Regions from separate parts of the Ovis aries genome. Here region 1 is linked to region 2. Evidence: chromatin contacts called from public Hi-C data. All regions are on one chromosome and are shown on one strand. Each heading gives the region's core, a stretch centred on a gene start, on an enhancer-like site or on the middle of the called end of the contact. The rest is flanking DNA. Distances are from core to core; before and after follow the strand shown.

Region 1 (3,013 bases), core at 399-2,898, 590 kb after region 2:
AATCACTACCACTTATTGCTCACTAGTAAGTACTGGGCCTGTTCCATACCCTGTGTGCCTGGTCATCACAACCCAGCCCCTCAGGTGGGTATTGTGCCCTCTAGTCTACACAGGCAGAGAAGGCAATGGCCCCCACTCCAGTACTCTTGCCTGGAAAATCCCATGGACAGAGGAGCCTGGTAGGCTGCAGTCCATGGGGTCGCTAAGAGTCAGACACGACTGAGCGACTTCACTTTCACTTTTCACTTTCATGCATTGGAGAAGGAAATGGCAACCCACTCTAGTGTTCTTGCCTGGAGAATCCCAGGGATGGGGGAGCCTGGTGGGTTGCCGTCTATGGGGTCTCACAGGGTCAGACACGACTGAAGCAACTTAGCAGCAGCAGTCTACACAGGAGAATGCTGAAACTCAGAGGAACAGAAAAACTGGACCAGTAAAGAAGTGGAACCTGGACACTTAGACCCCACTGCCCAGTTCAGGCCTTGGTCAGGAAGACCTTTCCTTAAACAGCCCCTAGACTCCCATCTATCCCATTACCCACTTCCTCCTTGACAGGCAGCCCCTCTGACCGCCCCCGCATCTGGCTGCTCACACTCCAGGCCTAGCCTGCCTCCTTCTTCCCTTAGTTGCTGGGCCTTTTGCCCCTGGCGGGCAGGGGCATGGCTGGCAGTGTGAACCCCAGTCCCAAGTCTGGACAGAACCGTAGGGGATTCAATCTCCAGTAGGGGCCAGAGAGGTCAGACTGGCGATGGAGCTGGCTTCTGAGACCTCGGAAGACCGGCCCCCTGGGTCTTCGGGGTGAAGGTGAAACTGAGAGCGGGTAGGTCCCACTGCTGCTTCCTTCCCGCCCGCCCGCCCGCCCGCGGGCTGACTCCGGCTGCCGGGGCGGCTTCCTCCTCCCCGCCACCCGGCGAAGCCCCGTTTGTTTACATGGGCAGGGCTGCTCCCCAGGCGGGTCGCCGGCCGGCACCTGGCGGTAACAACGGCCAGAAGCTTTTCGGTTCTGTCGCCGGCCGGCCCCGGGGGCGGGAAGTCCTGCTCCTGGCGCGCCCCTTGCCTTCCACCCCCCGTGCGGCACGCTCGGTGTTAGGGCCGGTGGGGGCCACCGTTAGACTCGGGGCGGGGGGGGGGGGCGCCGGGGAGCGCGAGCCACGACCGAGGAGTCGGGGCCGGGCCGGCGGGGGGGGGGGGGGGGGGTGGCCGCGTCGCTTGCCGGGGAGCGATGCCGGAGCGCCGAGGAGGGAGCGTGTGGAGCCGCCGCACGCCGGGCTCGGGGTCCCCTGGGCGCGCGAGCTGGGGCGCCCCGGTCCCCAGGCCCACTCACCAGACACGTTTAACTGGCCTCCCAGGAACCAGCTGATCCTGCCGCTGCGGAAGTCGCAGTCGCTCACCGTGTGGTAGGGGGTGTCCCACACGAGAGCGTCCCGCGCCAGCGGCCCCCAGAAGGCGGCGGGCTCGCGAGCTGCCAGCTTGATTCGCTCTTGGTAGGAGCCGGGCGGCGCTGCGGGGGCGGAGGCGCTGCTCCAGAGCCGCGGGGCCGCCAGCGCCCGCACCCCCACCCCGCGGAGGCCCCCCAGTAGCCGCCCGACGCCGCGGCCCAAGCAGCGCGCCGCCATCGCGCCTCAGAGTCCCGCGCCTCAGAGCCCTGTGGCAACCGGGCGCCCGCGTGCCCGCGCCCCGCCCCGGCCCCGCCCCGCCCCAGGCCCCGCCCTCCTGCCAACGCCCCGGCCCTCGCCCAATCCCGCTCCCTCTCCCAGTCCTCGCGCGCTCGCGCCCCTCCCTGGCTCCGCCCCCGCCCCGCCCCTCCGGCCAGCGCCCCGGGCCCGCCCTCAGGCACCGCCCCCGCCCCGCCCCTCCCAATCCCTCAGCTTGCGCTCCAGAGCTGAGCGCCAAAGGAGGGGGAGCAGCTGGGGAAGGGGGGCCTCCCGGAGCGCAGGGTACGGGGTCCCGGGGCGGGCTGCCGGCGCTTGAACCGGTGCGTCCTCCAGCTCCGACGGCTACGCGGCGCGGGGAACCGCAAAGATGGGGAACCCGGGGACGCAGGCTCTTCCGAGTGCGGGAGCGATCACGGAGCCAGCGAACCACCAGTTAGGTCCATTCAGCATCTCAGAGGCCGAAGGCGTTCGTCTCTTCGTGCGCCCTGGAAAAGGAACACGCAGGTCTGCCTGCACCGGACCCCGGCCAAAATATACACACACAAGCAGCACCCCTGCTCCGTGGACTAAGTGGGGTCCTCTACCCAAGAGGCCGTGGGGGTACCCAGGGAGGTGGTCTAGGGTCCACCGCATTCCTGTGGCAACGAAGCAAACGCCCGGGGGTTTCGGCCTGCTGCTACAGCTTCTGTGTCCTGGGTTCAAAACCTGACGTTTCTAGCTCTCTGACCTCGGGTGAGTTCCTTAAAGGTCTCTGTGCCTACACCACCCCGGCTACTGAGCTCCCTGGGTGTCCCTCCCAGACTGCAAGTTTCAGACACCAACTCATTTATTCTTATGCAGCCCTGGGGAGGGGGAAACGCATGATATCTCTCTCCCCCAGCTGTACCCAGGAAGCCCGGGAATGGAGGCTATGTCCCAGTTATCAAGCCAGGAAAGATAGAAGGGAACCCACAGAAACTTGCCTCAGCCAGACTCGAATATCACAACACCCACAAACTAAACACATAATAAATAAGATAAACAGAAGGGAGAGGGGAATTTTGAAAGTTGGTTGGTTGAGTTCCAGCCCATTAGCTGTAAGAGGAACTTCTGCTGTCAGCCCCAGTGTGTGTGTGTGTGTGTGTGTGTGTGTGCCCCCTCTCCTGTGCGCCTGCGTGCACTTGCCTGCTTGCACATGGTGCCTGCTTTTTAAGGCTGCGGGTGCTGGGGTCCAATGAGAACAGTTAGCACTTACACATGGGCGCTGCTCTGTGCCAAGTGCTTGACCTGCATTTTTCTACTTAATTTAAAAGTTATCTGGTGCTATCAAGTCATGCCCACTCTCAGCTCCCAAGTGGAACATATGAGGACGCTGAGCC
Region 2 (3,212 bases), core at 259-2,758:
TCAAATGTATTCTTTTTGATGGCTGAGTAATACTCCATTGTGTATATGTGCCACAGCTTTCTTATCCATTCATCTGCTGATGGACATCTAGGTTGCTTCCATGTCCTGGCTATTATAAATAGTGCTGCGATGAACATTGGGGTACACGTGTCTCTTTCAATTCTGGTTTCCTCAGTGTGTATGCCCAGCAGTGGGATTGCTGTGTCATAAGGCAGTTCTACTTTCAGTTTTTTTAAGGAATCTCCACACTGTTCTCCATAGTGGCTGTACTAGTTTGCATTCCCACCAACAGTGTAAGAAGGTTCCCTTTTCTCCACACCCTTTCCAGCATTTATTGCTTGTAGACTTTTGGATCGCAGCCATTCTGACTGGCGTGAAATGGTACCTCATTGTGGTTTTGATTTGCATTTCTCTGATAATGAGTGATGTTGAAAATCTTTTCATATGTTTGTTAGCCATCTGTATGTCTTTTTTGGAGAAATGTCTATTTAGTTCTTTGGCCCATTTTTAGATTGGGTTGTTTATTTTTCTGGAATTGAGCTGCAGGAGTTGCTTGTATATTTTTGAGATTAGTTGTTTGTCAGTTGCTTCATTTGCTATTATTTTCTCCCATTCTGAAGGCTGTCTTTTCACCTTGCTTCTAGTTTCCTTTGTTGTGCAGAAGCTTTTAATTTTAATTAGGTCCCATTTGTTTATTTTTGCTTTTATTTCCAGTATTTTGGGAGGTGGGTCATAGAGGACCCTGCTGTGATTTATGTTGGAGAGTGTTTTACCTATGTTCTCCTCTAGGAGTTTTATAGTTTCTGGTCTTACGTTTAGATCTTTAATCCATTTTGAGTTTATTTTTGTGTATGGTGTTAGAAAGTGTTCTAGTTTCATTCTTTTACAAATGACTTCCGTGAACTGCAGCACGCGTCCTTATCCTTCACTATAGCCTGCCTGCTTAGGAGCTGATAAACCAACATCACAGGATTATGAACACCATCTGTAGAAGGCTTGCATGAGGACAAAGGCATGTGAAAAACCCACCACCCCAGGCAGAAGTCCCATGGAGACAAAATGCCTGGCCCTGTGACCTCTGACCTCCTGAGCCCCGTGGTTTCTTAGGTGTCTTAGTCTGGAAAGAGCAAACGTCCCCTGGGGCTTTCAGGGTGGTGCCTTGCCACCGCTGGCAGTCTGCTGCTGGCCTGCACATGGGGGACCAGCAAGCCTCTGGCCAGGGTCAGCCACATCCTTCTGCCTCAGCCCAGGGACCAGGGCATCCGCTGGCGGCCGGCAGTGCCTTCTATAGCCTCCATTGGGAGCGTTCTGGGCAGGCATTCATCCAGCTCAGGCTGCTCCCTGCTGGGCTTGCTTTGAAGGGCTTCTGGCAGTAGGATGAACCACAAATCGATTGGCTTCCTGCCTGGATTCTATCCAGGTCAGCAGCCAGGCCAGAGCAGGACTGTTCAGAGGACAAGGAGGAGCTTGTCAAACACAAACCAAACAAGAAGATGGTGGAAAGCAGAACCCAGAGGGGCCAGCCTGTTGCTTGGAGGGGCTCATTTGTTCCCCCAAAGTGAGGAGGGGAGGCTCAGGAGCAAGCAGGTCGCTAGGAGAGTGCAACACCTTGACCCATGTCCCAGCCCCAGGCCAGTCGTTCCAGAGCAATGGAGGAAAGGAATGGCCGGCAGCCCAGGGCCGTTCCACCTGCCTGCTCCTTCTTGTGCAAACAGCCCCAGGCACTGGGCCGGCACTTCTGTACCTTTTATGATTCAACATGCACAGGCTGTTTTACTGTGACACTGACTTTACATACTCAGAAGGTGAAGCTCAGCCAAGCAACAGTGGCGAGGCCTCCCCACCTCAACACTCAGCTCCTGCTGGGCGGTGTCCCCCTCACAGTGGCCCAGGCCCCATGGTGAGATCAGACCAACAGCCACCCCATAGGATGTCTGCACCCAGCCTGGCCAGGCGGGAGTGCTCTCTACCTGGCTGCCTGCTCCCGAACAGCCTGTCCTGGAACCTGCCGGACACCCTAGCGCTTCGGCTCTCACCAGCCATGTGACTCCCCCTGCCCCAGGACCTGCTCCACTTCGGGGACCAAAGGCACCCCCACTTCAGATGTCCAGTCAGACCATAGCGCGATGAGCAGTGGTTTTGCCCAGCGTGGTCTATTCAGGCTCTGTCACTGGATGTGATCAGGCCCCTTCCTCTGACCTTGTAGACTTGCCCAGGCTTCAGATCCCCCTTACTCCCCTGCCACGCCGTATCTTTCCAGTTTTCACCCAACTGTCCCATAACCACACACAGCAACTGGGCCTCAGGCTTTCCCTTTCTGTGAGTTTTATGAGTGTTCTTCTTCTGCTAGTTGTACCATGTTTCATGGACATGATGAGCCCCCATTTGCCCTTATTTTACGGACAGTAAGTTGTTGCTTTTCCCGGCAGCATGTTCCACCTTCCCCCCATTCCATGGTCTTCACCAAGCCCTGGTTCCCCCTTTTACCATGGACAGGACCACCTCTGCTTTCCACTTATCACATGGACATGACTAAGCCCTCAACTTCTCCCTTAACTGTGGAAACAACCCATCTCAGCCCTCTGATTTGTGAATGGAACACTGCTGCCTGACTCGTCTTGCCCCAGGGATGTCGTCCAGTCCCTGTTCCTCACTTTCCGTGGACAGGACCAGGATGCTGTGTTCCCATTGGTCCACGATCTTGCCCTGTTTCATCCTTACTCTTGGAAAGGACTAGAGCACTGCTACTTCCTCATTTCACAGATGTGACCAAGGCTCTTTTTTTTCCCCTTAGGCATAGACTTGATGAGGCCTCCTACTTCTTCCCACTTCCTCCTTTTCCTTGGATATGTTCATTCTCCTTTTCCTTTTCCTGCCATTTGACCAGGGCCCCTGTTCTCCCCTTATTCCATGCATATAATCAGCCCACATTTCTTAAGCAAAACTATTTGGTATGTTTGTGGGTTTCCTAACACGGCCCTTGGATATCACCTTCCCCTTCCCAGGTCCACAGACTGGTGGTGTATCCAGGGTGGCTGTACATCTAGACGTCTGGGGCGGGCTGAGCTGGTCCAGACCCAAGCACTCTCGTACATCACTCAGAATCCTTCTGTATCTGCTTCATGATTGCACACCTGCCATCCGGGCTCAAGTATTGTTGAGGTTGCCGCCTCCCTGAGCTGGACAAATCATGAAGCCATGGGGTCTGGGAG

What was found. Hi-C and Micro-C count contacts between places; a contact is called where the count stands out from the background.
Region 1: a contact with region 2 is called in a Hi-C map of hypothalamus, with 5 times the contacts expected there. The contact joins the promoter of ACSS1 here to the promoter of CSTL1 in region 2. A contact is called at or near these places in 4 of 16 Hi-C or Micro-C datasets (hypothalamus, mesenteric adipose tissue, omental adipose tissue and 1 more).

Annotation. Positions count from the first base shown.
Region 1 is chr13:42,228,432-42,231,444 of ARS-UI_Ramb_v3.0, forward strand. It overlaps ACSS1 (acyl-CoA synthetase short chain family member 1), which reads right to left and starts at 1,649. Exons shown (of 13, transcript XM_042229650.1): 1 at 1,325-1,649. The coding sequence starts at 1,616.
Region 2 is chr13:41,639,477-41,642,688 of ARS-UI_Ramb_v3.0, forward strand. It overlaps CSTL1 (cystatin like 1), which reads left to right and starts at 1,509. Exons shown (of 3, transcript XM_027976423.3): 1 at 1,509-3,212.